2 separate regions of the Zea mays genome follow, and region 2 is linked to region 1. A link is a contact called in public Hi-C data. All regions are on one chromosome and are shown on one strand. The core of a region is the stretch at or near the end of the contact, and the rest is flanking DNA. Distances in the headings are between cores, read along the strand shown. Region 1 holds the start of LOC103641294 (HEAT repeat-containing protein 6). Region 2 holds the start of LOC541993 (androgenic embryo 3).

Evidence for each region. A called contact is a pair of places that touch in the nucleus more often than the background predicts.
Region 2: a Hi-C map of leaf shows a contact between it and region 1, with 3 times the contacts expected there. The contact joins the promoter of LOC541993 here to the promoter of LOC103641294 in region 1. A contact is called at or near these places in 2 of 25 Hi-C or Micro-C datasets (bundle sheath and leaf).

Annotation. Positions count from the first base shown.
Region 1 is chr10:81,860,865-81,867,736 of Zm-B73-REFERENCE-NAM-5.0, forward strand. It overlaps LOC103641294 (HEAT repeat-containing protein 6), which reads left to right and starts at 1,308. Exons shown (of 29, transcript XR_004853185.1): 1 at 1,308-1,593; 2 at 1,675-1,767; 3 at 2,125-2,297; 4 at 4,378-4,654; 5 at 4,979-5,046; 6 at 5,129-5,198; 7 at 5,291-5,608; 8 at 6,121-6,200; 9 at 6,288-6,339.
Region 2 is chr10:82,014,667-82,021,846 of Zm-B73-REFERENCE-NAM-5.0, forward strand. It overlaps LOC541993 (androgenic embryo 3), which reads left to right and starts at 5,703. Exons shown (of 2, transcript NM_001111644.1): 1 at 5,703-5,813; 2 at 5,942-6,333. The coding sequence starts at 5,708. The coding sequence ends at 6,162. It overlaps LOC100276076, which reads left to right and starts at 2,178. Exons shown (of 4, transcript NM_001149956.2): 1 at 2,178-2,486; 2 at 2,617-2,729; 3 at 3,713-3,882; 4 at 4,228-4,931. The coding sequence starts at 2,183. The coding sequence ends at 4,663.

The DNA of each region.
Region 1 (6,872 bases), core at 58-2,557:
TACCTTAAGAGCCTCCACATTAAACACCACTGTACATGCCCTAAGCACGCGCCCAGATTGCACTCATCCGGTCCCTGCATGCGGCACGTAAAACGAGAATGTTTATTGGTTTGTTTTTCTGTTATATCTTCTAATTAAAAAAATTATTCATGAAGCCGATTTTGTATTTATGTTCCTACAAATTTTATGAACAAAACTAGACTAGTCTTACTATATAATATTCAGAGGTTTATTTATACACTCTTCTCTAATATATGTCCTAGTACAGACAACCAAACAAAGTCTGTATCTAGTTTATACAAACAACCAAAAAAATGTCAGCACGAACTCATCACGGTTCTACTAATACTGGTTAGGCTCATGTGCTTGAATTATACGGTAACCAAACACGTGGATATTGCAGTATCGTATAATTTATTTGACATCTTTGGCCCTGCTTGGGAACACAGTTTTTCTAAACTGCAGTTTTTCAAATACTAAAGTATACTTTAGTCATGACATTACTACAGTTTACAATGCTTCAGTTTTCGAATACAACAATATCCAATACATCAAGGTGTTTGGGAAAAACTTTGGTTGAGACCAATCAACCAGAGCGGGACCCAGCTGGCGCTCTCTTTACAGAGAAAAACTTTGGCTGAGACCAAAGTTTCCAAAACTGCAAAACAAGTGCAGTATTTACAATACTACAATTTAGTATACAGAGATTTCAGATGAGTTGCTAAACACCTCAAAGTATATAATACCACAGTATTGCTCAATACTACAGTATTGCTTCAATACTGCAGAAAAACTTTGTTCCCAAACACCCCCTTTATTGTAGTGCTATATTGGGAAAGCTGGAGTTGCTCATGTGAGCCGTATCACACGAAACCTTCAAGGATGTTTGTTGGCAGCAATTGACACGGCTTTTGCTCTACAAACTTTTAGAGATGGGGGGCGTGGAAATATCGAATATGTTTAGTTGAGTAATTTTATACTACTTCACACTTTATACACATGTTTAAACTATCCTTTTTTTACCATTTTGTAAAGTATAAATCTCATATATTTAAACTGTGTACAATACACCTAAAACCTTTTCGGCCCTTGTTCATTTTTTTTACAAGGGGCTCGCGGAATCACGGCCTATCTAGCTCATTGATAATCTGGCCTACCGCTGTGTAGTCATCATGATGGGTCTTAGAGCAAGTATATTTCTGTGGACATTGTAGCGTCCAAGCCCGTCCCACAGACATCATAGTCCGTGGGCCGCATGGGCTAAAATGGAAAAGGACAGTAGGAACGCGGTTTCGGAGCGCTGCTTCCGACCAGACGGTGGAGCCCAAACCGGTAGCTCTCCCTCCTCTACGTGCGCTTCGGCCACCAAACCCAAGCCCGCAGCTTCACCGGCGGCGGCGGCGGCCGATGATGGCCTCCGCCTCGGCCTCCGGCGGCGGCGCGCGTCCGTGGCGCACCGCGCTGCTCACCCTCCGCGACGAGTCCCTCGCCTCGCCGTCGCCCACGGCCCTCCTCGAGCTCCTCCGCCAAGTCCTCCTCACCCCAGCCTCGCCCTCGCTCGCCGCGTCCGCGGCCGGGCTCCCCCCTCACGAGGTGCGGCTCCTGATCTCCCGCTTTTGCTCGTCTCGGCTCGGCTCGATCTCACTCGCTGTGGTGTTTCGCCTGTCCGTGCAGGTGGGCTCGGATGTGGCGTTCCTCGCTGACACGGCCGCGGCGGCGGCCCCTTGCCCCGGCGCCGGCGACGCGCTGCGCGGTGTCTGCCACCTGGTAATGGTTATGTGCTTCCGCTCGGTCGACCTATTATAGGTGGCTATCGCAGGACATGCTGGAAATGTATATGTACCGACGATTAGTCTATAGTAACTGTAGGTCGTCTGTGTTCTGTGATGGTCAATAAGGGTACCGTGGCTAGAATTCAGTTTCAGCATGCTGCAAAACAAGGCCCAGCTACAATCAGTTGGAGCCTTGAGACTATGGTTTTAGCCATTTTGCTGTTTCACAGCAATGTGTTTTTTAGTCCAATTATATCGGGTTAGGCTACTGATATGATTCAAATATTCTATCAGTGTGACATCTATACTTCTTGTATGAACTGAAATCCGTGCATTAATTTTACTTTTGCAGATTCATGATGTCATGTCCAAAACAAATATGGAGATTAACCCTTCTGGTTCGCTTGCAATGTTGAAGTTTCTTGACAAGCTTGTCAAATGCTCGATTGAAGGCGCATGCATGAAAGGCCTCTCTAGTAGGACATCTGCATTGAACACAGCATCTGAATGTTTACATATCCTCAGGTTAGGTTTTGTTTATTATGAAGTAGTGGAGAAACTGTTCCTCCAGTTGTGCCCTTCTTATTAAGAAGAAATGGCTTGTTTTCTTCCTAGTTATTTACTTATTTATATACCGTCTGAACTTTTAATGACATAAAAATTTCTGATTCTTTCTTAATTCTATCAACAATGAGCACAGTGACTTCTACATTTATAACTATACAAATATAACATACCTTTCCTAAGGACTTAATAAATGATGAATTTTCTGTCATAGCCCTTCTTTCTTTAGCTATAGTTCTTCCCCTTATTCCACATAAGCAACCCTCTATTGCCATTTTAAAGAAATTGTACTGCACCACCTATACTTATCTGATATTTCAAATCCCCATGAATACTTTTGATTTTGGCAGTTCTCATTCATACTTCTAATTTAATGCAAATCATCTCATGCACCTCAAGTTTCAGCAATTTAGCACTGTTAGTGCCCAATGAAAGCCATATCTCTATCCGCTACCAATACTCAATGATCTCGGTTTAGGAAGTCAGCCCAATCACTAGTACCATCATAGGCGGGGCCCATGCCCCGGGGCACTCTAAGGCTTGAGGTCCCTAGTGCCCCTGATGTCTCTGTTATAATCTAAGTCCTCGAGGCCCCTTGTGCCCCATGGTACTGATGAGCAATTCAAAGCCCCCTGGGGCCCCTCGTGCCTCGGGGTGCTCATGAGTCTAAGTCCCCGGGGTCCTTCATGCTCTGGGACACTATGAAGGATATAGGTGCTTGGGGTAGTCCTGCCTCTGCCCCCCCAGAAGCACTTAACTGCACTTAGATGCTTGGGGCCCTATCCTGGCCTCTAGTTCCTCGTCTCGTCAAACCCTTCGGTGCTGGAGGCCCCATGGGAACGGGGGGCTCAATACGACTAAGTGTAATACTATCACAAGACAGAGGAATGTGCCTAGGCCCACGAGTGTCAGGGTCCAAGCGGCCCGCTACACTGCCGCTACAGTAACGACGATACTGTAGCACGCCCTTAGGTTGGTTAGATAAAGATAAGGTTGGTTTGGGATGAGATTAGAATTAGAGATAAGATTAGATCTAGTGCTTAGAGGTCAAGTAACCCTCTCTATACAAGGAGCGGGATTGTATCAATTGAAGGTAAGCAAGAAATTAGAAGGAAATCCCTTCTCTCTTGCCGGCTGTGGGGAAATCCCTACGCCCGGCCTCCCCAGCGCCCCTAACCCTAGCCGGCGCCCTCAAACCCTCGCAACCATCTGCCGCCCATAACAATATGGTATCGGAGATGTCGGGCCCTCCACCCATCACCGCCTCACCTCCGGCGTCCTCTGCGCCACCACCGACCGCCTCAGCACCTGCCATCGCGTCATCGACGATGGCGTCGACCCTCATCCTGGAAGTCATAGCCCAGGCGGTTGCCGATCTCTGTAGTTCCGTGGCGGCCATCAACGCCTTCCTCTCCACCAATTTTCCACCGCCAGGGCACACGTCCCATACCACCCTTCCGCCGCCGCTGCATGCTTGCCGACGCCACCGGCATCGGCCCCGTTCCCCCTTCCAGGCTCAATCCGCCCACCCAACGCCCTAACGGCACCATGTCTGCCCATTCATCTGTTGCCCATGCTGCCGTCGCCTTCCCCTATTCCATCATACGCCATGGCTATGGGGTGACCCCAGTACACCATGCCCTCGCCGCAAACACAGATTGCAGCATAAGGCACAGTCATCTCTTAGGGAGGCCTGCCCCTTTACCGCATGGCTCTGGCTCTGGGATAAGCTGTTTCTGACAAACAATCTGCAAAATGGCTTCACCTGTACCAAAAAAGCCAGAGCTAGAGCTGTTTTTCGGCGAGCCAGAGCCCTGCTAAACGGACCCTAATTCAAATGTCATCAGGGATGTACAATCTTTATTGAAAAAGGGGCAGACCTGTGCTGGAGGCTCACACATGAGTGAGGTCTAGGGAAGGGATAAATCGAGGCAAGCGTCCCCCGCAAATGCGGAGAGGCTGTTTCAAAACCGTGACCTAGTGACTCAGGGATGTACAATGTTTATATTGCTTCTAAATGTTTTCTGTTCTTGATGGCCAGGTTCTGGAGCAGGGATTATGGAAGAGGCATTTCATTAGCTGAAAGTTCACATTCACTAACAGTGCTCGTCTCGATTGTATCATTCTTGCAAGCTGAACTGAACATCTCTGATAAACCAGCAAATGCCACTGGCATTTCTTCCCGCAATTCTGGATCTGCGAATAGTAAAAATTCCAATATTTGGGATATGAAGATATCAGCATTTTCGATGCTCGAAGATATATTGAGTAAGGTTGCATCAAATATGACAGAAAATCTGTGGCAGTCTGTCATCGAGGTTAGTAGTTTTGACCTTATCCTTTTGTTGTTCTGCTTGGTGATACTGCTATGACATGGGGGCATTGAGTGACCGAGCAAGTACATCAGCTAAGAAACTGCAAGAATGTTGAATTTAATACACAACCGTCAACAATGATTTGGAGGAGCTTCCTCTGTGACCGATCATCTAGATTTTTGTTGATTTTGGCGCTGTTGCATGCTAAAACATCAAGCACTGACTGATCCACATTGCACATCTGTTCTGTGGCTTGAATTGAGGTTTTTATTATTAATGTGTGCACTGGCCTTCTGTTTTAACCCAAACTCCAGTCCTACTTTCTAGGTCTTGAGGAAAGTTATGGATTTTGTCACAGCAAGGAACCTTGTTATAGAGAGTAGCATCATGTCAAGGTTAGTACTTCGGTTATTTCATGGATTACAGATCATAGTGAACTGAATGAATGGTAAAGTCAAATCTAACCAATTTTTACAGATTTTATACATCTTTTCTTCGTTGTCTACATTTGGTTCTTGTGGATCCCAAAGGACCACTTTCAGGGCATGTAAGTATAAAATAAAACTTTAGTCCTCTCATTTAAACAAATTTTCTACATGTTTTTTTTTCTGATTGTAACAATGTCCATAAAACTTCAAGGTTGCAGGGTTTGTAGCAAATCTGCAGATATTTTTCGTATATGGGCTGAGGTCATCTTCACCTCCTACACTAGCTCCAAAAGAAACTAGAACAGATTCAAAACCCAGAGCTTCACGTGGACGATATAGACCACCTCATTTGAGGAACAAGGAGAGAAGAGAGAATGATTCACTGGAAGGTCAAAATTCAGATAGTGAGTATTCTTGGTATGATATGAGCTCATCAGACTCAGACCTGAGTGATAGTGATGGTTATGCAAAAAGTGGAGACCGCTTCCGGAGTTCGAAGGCTAGATTAGCTGCCATTCTTTGTATACAGGTATGTAGCTTCACATATGCCTTGAATTGTGTCTCCATTCTTAGTTCTGATACATCAGTTAGTCAAATTTTCCTTATGTATCTGTACAGTTTAGGTTGACTTGTATAGTGGACTTAAATATCATGGGATATGTGTCCTTCATAGTTAACTTTTAGGATGGTCTTTTTTTGAATATGAAGCGATGGTGGTACCCTTTAAGAGGTATCTACTGATTTCAGAAGGCAAATTGTCTGACCTATTAGATAACCTGGCAACTTAACTCCACTATGGAAATTCAAAAAACTTATCATTTGATTTTTATTTTACAAATTAAATTAAGTTGTGGAGCTCAAAAAATGATTATTTGGCATCTGCATGAGCTAATGAAGATATTTAAGTTCTGCTCATTGATGTCATTTTCTTTTTGAAGTTATGCCATGTGGGATATCAAATATCGAATGCAACATCAAATATTTCAACATGCTCATACTGCTGAAGTAACCATCTCACTATCCTGTTCCCACCTCTTTTAGGATATCTGCCATGCTGATCCAAAGTTACTTACTTCACAATGGCCAGTACTTTTGCCTGAGAATGATGTTCTCCAACAAAGGTAAACTTTTACTCGTACAACAGTACAGCTTTTCTCACACCTTAACATTGTCTGACTATCTGAGGGTACTTTTTGTTGCTTGTACAGGAAATATCAAGCAACTCTGATGACATGCTTGCTTTTTGATCCTATAACGAAGGTACAAGTCTTCAGTTACATACATATATCCTGATTTGAAGTTTCTCATCTGCGCATAATCATCGTTATACAATCTTTTTTTATTTATTCTACATTTGACAAAGCCGTGCATTCATTAATGCTGTCTAATGTTAACTGCTGTGAACTGTGCGAATGAAGGCATTTATTTGCCATAATGTCATTATGACTTATGTGCTTTATGGAAAAAGGAAATTCTAATGCAGTAACCAAATTGACAACTGAATCCAAACTTTGCTTTGCATTCACCTTTTCTTGATCTCCTCCGTTGAACTTGATGTAGTACTCCCTCCGTCCCAAAATAAAATTCATTTTACCTTTTTATTTGATTGTTTTATATATGTGACTATATTCATCATCATTCATTTGAACGTAGACATAAAAATCAAGAGCTAAAACGACTACTATTTTAGAACGGTGGGAGTACATATTTTGTACATCAAACTTAGTCTGAATGTGATTCCTGGCCGTTTGTGCAGGCACTGCGGAATTTCTCTACTATCTCAATTTTAAATA
Region 2 (7,180 bases), core at 4,453-6,952, 160 kb after region 1:
CTCAAGACAAAAGTGAGATATCAGCAAGAATCAAAGGAAAGCCAAATATAGCCGGTGAGGTACAAGTCTGATCGACAGAAGCGACATGAAGACTAGCCAGGGGACATCTATCGAACGTCCAATCAGTTGCAGATCAAATAAATTGCACTACCTAGCAAGATATGGGCAAATCATGAACTCGGCCTCAAAGACAAAATATATGCTGACCTCTAAAGCATAATATCAATAACATAATGCTGACCTCTAAGGCATTTGGCAAGAAGAGAGGGTGATTCTCAGAAAAAGGGCATGAAATGAAGACCTTCGAGTGGATTATTTTCAAAAAACTCACTCGAAGCTCGGGGGCTACACCTCCGGTGCACCCAATGAATCGTCATCTTAGATCAAGACAATGCTGACCTCTAAAGCATAGGGCAAGATCAAAACAAGGCTGACCTCCGACAAAGTACAAGTGGAAAATAAAAGTGATTTCTGATAATACTCGAAGTGAAGACCTTCGAGTGGATTGTCTGCAAAAATCCACTCGAAGCTCGGGGGCTACACCCATTGGGTGCACCTTTGGTGCGCCCAATGAAGTTCGAAGTCCTACAATACGAAATGCTGACCTCCGAAGCGTGAGTCTGAGACAGAACACCAATTTTCGAGTGATAAAAGCAGAAGGAGACAGAAAGAAATCGTTTTTACCGGATTACCCAGAAAGCACTTCTGTTACAAACAAAGATCGCAAGCTGGACTTAGGATCTTTGGGCCGATTATTTCAAAATCAACCCAAAGATCGGGGGCTTGTGGGGGACAGATATCCCCCGGGTCCACTGGAAGGATAAAAGACCTCACGAAAGGACCAAGGGCCCAATAAATCGTAAGGTCATCCCTTCGCGGGCCTGGGGAGGAACGACCAGTGAAGCAAATTGATGTAAGGCCGGATCGGTGCGAGCACAGACGACCCAATGACTTCGAGCAAGTAATCACAACAGTGACCTGACCTTCCTGCGCTGGAACCTGTACAACGGAACCAAGCGAGGATGGGTCGGCGGAACTATAGGAAGATAGACTCAATTGGTTCACTATCATTTAGGCGCATACTGTTATCATATCCGCATGTAATGCCCCACGATCGAATATATAAGGCCTAGGGGGCACCCCTTCAGAACGATCGAACTCACTACTCAGCCATCCACCTCAACTCTCTACGTTTCCCGCACTAGAGAGCTCCCTTATAACTAGTCACATAAAGCATTCTCGCCAGAACGTAGGGTATTACGCATCTCAAAGCGGTCCGGAACTGTAAACCATTGTTTACTATTTCTCGTGCATCCGGCACGAACCATTGAGCTACAGTCGGTAACACCGTCCTACTCCTAAAAAACACCTTGAGAGGCAACCCCAGGTGTGTGGTCGGACCCAAAACACCGACAGAAAGAGTCATGCCTCTAATCTTGGTAATGTTGTTACCTAGCATGTAAAGTTTGAGGTTACGCCCTCTAATCTAGACAATATTGTTACTTGCCATGTAAATCATATTCTATATATACATGAGTACAACTTAAAATAAACTTTTACTTGTGCCAATTTAACACGACGCATTTGAAGACAAATAAATACGTCATATATATTTATGAAGAGCTTCGTTGAAATGTAGGAGTAGGGATTTTGCAGAAACTATACAGAAAATTTATGAAAATCAGTTATTTCTATAGAAAAACAGATGAAACAGGAAAGTTTCCTACACTCAAACGGGGCCCAAACGACAAAAACAAATCCAATTCGCTCCTTTGCTGATATTGATTTGGCGACTGAGGTTGCTCTAAGAAAACAAGAACTTTGGTGAGACTTTATAGACCCTGTTCATTTCAGTTTTTCTGTAGAGAAATCTAAGTGTCACGAGGATTACATATATAGAAAGATAAATGATTTTATAGAGTTTAAGATCAAGATAGTGACGGATGCATACTATCACGATATGCATACTATCATGATGGCTCTGCAGATTCTATATTTACGTTAATTTTAGATGGTTTTCACTAAAAACGATTCTCACAAAAGCGAGCTGATTCTGACGGTCAGAAGCTGAAACAAACAAGCCCGTTATCAAAGAAGAATTACAGGAGTTTGTTAAAAAAAAGAATTGCACAAGTAGGAAATTATGCTTGAAAATCCTAATTTTCCGGTAACACCATGGACCATGGTGCGCGGGGTAGTTGCAGCTGTTAGGAGCACCGAGCACAATAATTTGTCTGTTCTTCGGCCTCCATCCCCGCAGGATAGAGAAAGAGGGAGCTCTAGACGGGGAGGCTCCCAAATCGATATTTTTTCGCATCTGTTCGTTCTCCGACGCGGCGGCGAATCTGAGAACCCCTCGCTGAGTGGTCGGCGGCGAGTCCGTGATGGTCGGCGGCCGGCGGGCGCGGACATGCACAACCGCTCCTCCTCCTCCGCCGCCGCTGCGTCGTCGTTGCCGCTCTCCCCCGCCGACGGCTTCCTGCGCGGTAGTAACCGTGACGACCAACCTCCCTCCCCCGTTCTCATTCTCGCTACTCTTCTGGGATTCCCGTCGAGCACCTCGCTTACCGCATGATTTTCGCCTGTTTCCTGGGTCGTCTGGTGGTGGCTGTGCAGTGAAGGACGGCGTGGACGGAATGATCAAGTACGTCGCCAACGAGCCCTCCGTCGGGCTCTACTTCGTCCAGCAGCACGCCCGGGCTTCCATGCCCCTCCTCCTTGACGTCAAGGTCCACCGCCTGGCCTTGCTTCGCTTCCTTCCCTTTGCGCATGTTGAGCTGTGCTTTGGGGGATTAGGAGGCGATTTGTCTGTAAGGAAAGCATATCACCCAAGGGATGGATGAAATCAAAGATTTGTGCTTTATTGGGAGACAAGCTGAAAAGAATAAGATATTCTTTTGTGTGTCTTTGCTGCATTACTAGCAAATTAGGGTGTGCATATCTAGTAGCTTGTTAGTTGGTTGCATCGCAGATTTGAGTTTATGCACATCCTTACTAGATTACCATGATACCGTTCAAGTGCTTGGTCTAATATAATTTCTTGCTGTTGGGTATCTATATGGTTTAGTTTGGATACAGTTAAGCTTTAGTGTTGTGCTTGATTAGCAACTAGGTTTCCAGTGGTGTAGGATTGCAGGATATAGTTTCATGAAAACTATTCACTGTTTTTAATGGCTTTATGAGCACAAATTTGTGCCACTTTTTTAGTGTAAGATAAGATGTAGGCCCGTTTGGTTAGAGGGACTAATCTTTAGTCCCGTTTAGTCTCAATTTTGCCAAAAGGAAGGACTAAAGTAGGGACTAATTGGTTCTAGTCCCTCACATGGGTGCTAAAAGGGACTAAAGGGCAACATTTACTCCAATTGTCCTTGCCTAGAAAACTGGTGTGAAACAAGAAAAGAGGTATTTTGGTATTTTTGTGTTGCATTTAATGTTTAGAATATGTGTAGTCCCTACAACTAAACAAGGTAGGGAGTAAAGTTTAGTCTTTGAGCTAAACTTTAGTCATAGGACTAATGGAACCAAACGGGCCATACTATCATCTGAATTAGTCAAATACAATTCTGTAGCAAACAAAGTAATATTTGTCTTGCTGCTGGTAAATCTGCTGAACCGTCTGTTGGTGTGGTCTGCTATTGGTAGTTGGTACAACAAATCAAGATGCTGCATTTCATGATCTTTGATCTAACACAAGTTTTGTTTCTGTCATCAGGGTAAGCTCGTAGAGAAGACGCGTGAGGTGACATTGCACACTGAAGACATGGAGGATTCTATTTGCGCTGTGAGATCCATGGCTGATTTTGGACTTCCACTTGCTGATGACATGATCAAGGACATAAATAGATCACTGCAAATAATGTCAAAGACCCAGCCAAAGAGAGGGTACAGATATACTAATTCTTGGGAACTTTACTTTATTTTTACGATTATTAGCTTTACAAGTATGCTAGACTTTTTTCTTCACCTTTTTTATGACTAAAATGTCTTGGCCTTTTTGCCTTATTCATTTAAGAGCAGTCCAACTTCATATCTTCTATATATAGTCTGAAGTTAATTATCTTTTGCATAAGCTCTCCAGTTAGGTTCCAAACCAGGATCTTGCTTCTTAGCCAATAAACTACTATAGAACTTCACTTGTCAAACCCATAATGCCCTGTTGTACATATCTTGTTTTGGCTGAACGTCATCTTGTATGGTTTGTTTTAAGACAACTTTCATTGCTATCAGGTTGATCCAAAACCCCAGTTGGGGGTTCCAGTCAAGGAAAAGCTCAGGAACTTGGGACGAACTGGGCTCTACCAATGGAAGTAGCAGCAGGAACTACCTCTCTTCAATGTTCAACACGGCGAAGCAAAAGGCATCGGGTCTCAGGTGGCCGCAGCCTAATTTTGCAACAAAAGATGATACTAGCGAGAACTCGGCGTCGTCTTCTGCCCTGGAATCGCCACAAGCTGGTGGGCAAGGTGCATCTACACCAGATACAGAGAAGGATGAGCTCCCCATTTCAAGTCGGTTGTCAGAGGGTACGGCCGCAAACCGTAGCCTGCCTGCTACCGGCGTCTCGGAAACAGTGGAGGCTTACAACAAGTTCAAAGAAGAGCAGGAGCTGAAGCTTCGTGAGTGGCTAAGAGACTCTGAAGAAGCCGTCAATGATAAAGACTGAGTGTGCTAAAGCTGCTTCGGCCCTGTGCCTCTGTTATTAGATATATGGTACATTCTGAACTAAAAAGAAACATAGCACTCTGTTAATGAAACAGAGGTTGATTGGTATAGATGCACAAGATGCCGAAAGACTGTAGTTTGTGATGAAGGGGTTGGTCCGGACGATTGTAACGTGACTTATTTATAGATGCCATTGCATAGTGTTTGTCTCAAGCCTCATGTGTAATTGAATCACGATAGATAATAGATAAAAGATGTTGTCTGTTTCTGTTCTTGTGATCCAAGTATACAGCTCCCAGCATATAAGCATTGGAAAGTTTCTGTATCTGACTCCTATGATCCTATCAGCAGTTGCCCCAACAGCATCTCAAGTTTTCAACACAGAACAAACAAGATCACAGCTGCTCCGCCTGTGTGGTCAGTTCATCTAGTTCTTGTCAGAGCACGCAACGCCGTGTCAGCCGGTGCTAGTTTTTATTCCGAAACTGATTCTATTTTTTTACAGTATTTTATCTCTGAATTGTAGCAGTAGCGTTCGAACAGCTGGTTTAACTGGTTTAAAGCTGCAGCGAACAGAATTGGTTTGAAGATAATTTTAACGTCTCCTGATTACGCATTCCCATGTGCGTACATGCCGAGTGCATTCGCGTATATGCTGAACTCTAAAGCCTTAGACGAGTCTCCGTGTACCAATGGATTGAATATGGCAATCCAAAAAGGATTTCGCACTAAACGAGCTACACTTGAAATTAGGAATAAAATATTTTTTTAAGTTTGGGTAAAATAAACAAACATCTAGAGTTATCCTAATAACTCAGACTATATTTTAAGTTGGACCGAGGTAGCATTTGAATGAATTAATGGTTTACTGCCTTGTTTAGAGGTAAATTGAAGTCGAACGTTAAATAATGACAAATGAAAGAAGCCACCAGGATACCGCGCATTTATCTCATGCTAATCTTTCCTGCTATATAAACCAGACCAACCCTGCAGGCTGCAGGGTGAAGCAGCCGGTAGTACTCAACCCTCAACACACCCAGTCACAATGGCGACATCCGTGAAGCGCAGCCACAGCTGCAGATGCCAAGTACTCTTCCTGCTTGCGTTGGTTCTTCTGGCATTCGTCTCTGCGAGTCCTACACCCATCAGCGGCAAGTAGTGCACGACTCAGTCTCGTATTTTGGCCATATACGTTTCGGTTTGTACCCGTCGTCGGTTCATCTGTTCCTTTTCCTTGGACATGGAGAAGATCGATTACATGTCTGTTTGCGATGTTCAGGTCAGAGCATTGACGACGGCAGGAAGAGCAAGACAACGGTCGTCGTCGGCGGCGGCAACGAGGCAATCGTCGACGAGGACAACGACATATTCAACGGGTGCCACTACAATAACCAGAATCCCCATTATTCGTCGGCGCTGTTCTGCTGCAGCAAGGACAAGCTGTGCTGGGCGTCGTTGCCGGAGTGCGCCGCCAACTGCCCTTGCAAGACGAACTGCTAGACGATGATGAGCTTCGAGTCTCCAGTTCATACATGATCCATGGTTGTGTTATTGGATGAAGATGTACTAGAGAGGCAATCGCCAAAGATGCAGTCTTGATAGCAACTGAGAATAATCGTACGATAGATATTGGGCTAAACCAGGACCAGGAGTATCCAAAAATTGTTTTATAGCACCCTTGGCCCCGGCGCCCCGCCCTCACCAATCATGCATGCGCACTGCTCCACCTCACGCCGCCTCCTCCTCTCCGCCCCCTCGACCGCGCTTCCACTACCGGTGGTCGGCGGCTCTCGCTACCTCACCTCACGCCGCCGCGATCTCATTCCTACCCTCTCCTGACCACAGTGTTACCAACGACCACTTTGCCACGACGCCTCTGCCCTAGCTCCGCCCAACCGTTGCCTCGAATTGCATCCTCTCATGACCCGATTGTATCCTCTAATGGCAAAATAAACACAACACATCACCTTGGACCTTACCACAATGCGGGCGATCCAAATTTTTCCTTGAGACTCTTAAAAATTCTAGTTCAAAAATGAATACAAATAGAGGCTGATTATAATCCGATTCGATCCTTAAATTTTGCTTACATTTTGTAGTGTAAAATCTAGAGCCCGTTATCACCCCTAACCACACCGCATCACATCTATTGGAAAATATGACATATGCTCAATCCCCCAATGGATGTGACGGTTATCTCGCCAAGCAACACACCTTTTCCTTCACTTTTATATATATATTAGGTGAGTGCCCGTGCGTTGCAACGAGACCACTACATTGCAACCTTTAATATCATACAGACTTCTCTATATGATAGTACAATACTTGCACATTGCTACGGTTTATATATATCATAATAGCTACATGTTAGATCAAGGACACACATAATTGAGAGGTAAAAATTAGATTCCAATACTTTCTCAAGTAGTTTAACTCAAATTTTAGCCCGCCCGTCGTCTGGGTCGTCGTCGAGCCCGCCGCCGACGCGCCCGCCACCGCCGAGGTGCTCCGCGGCACC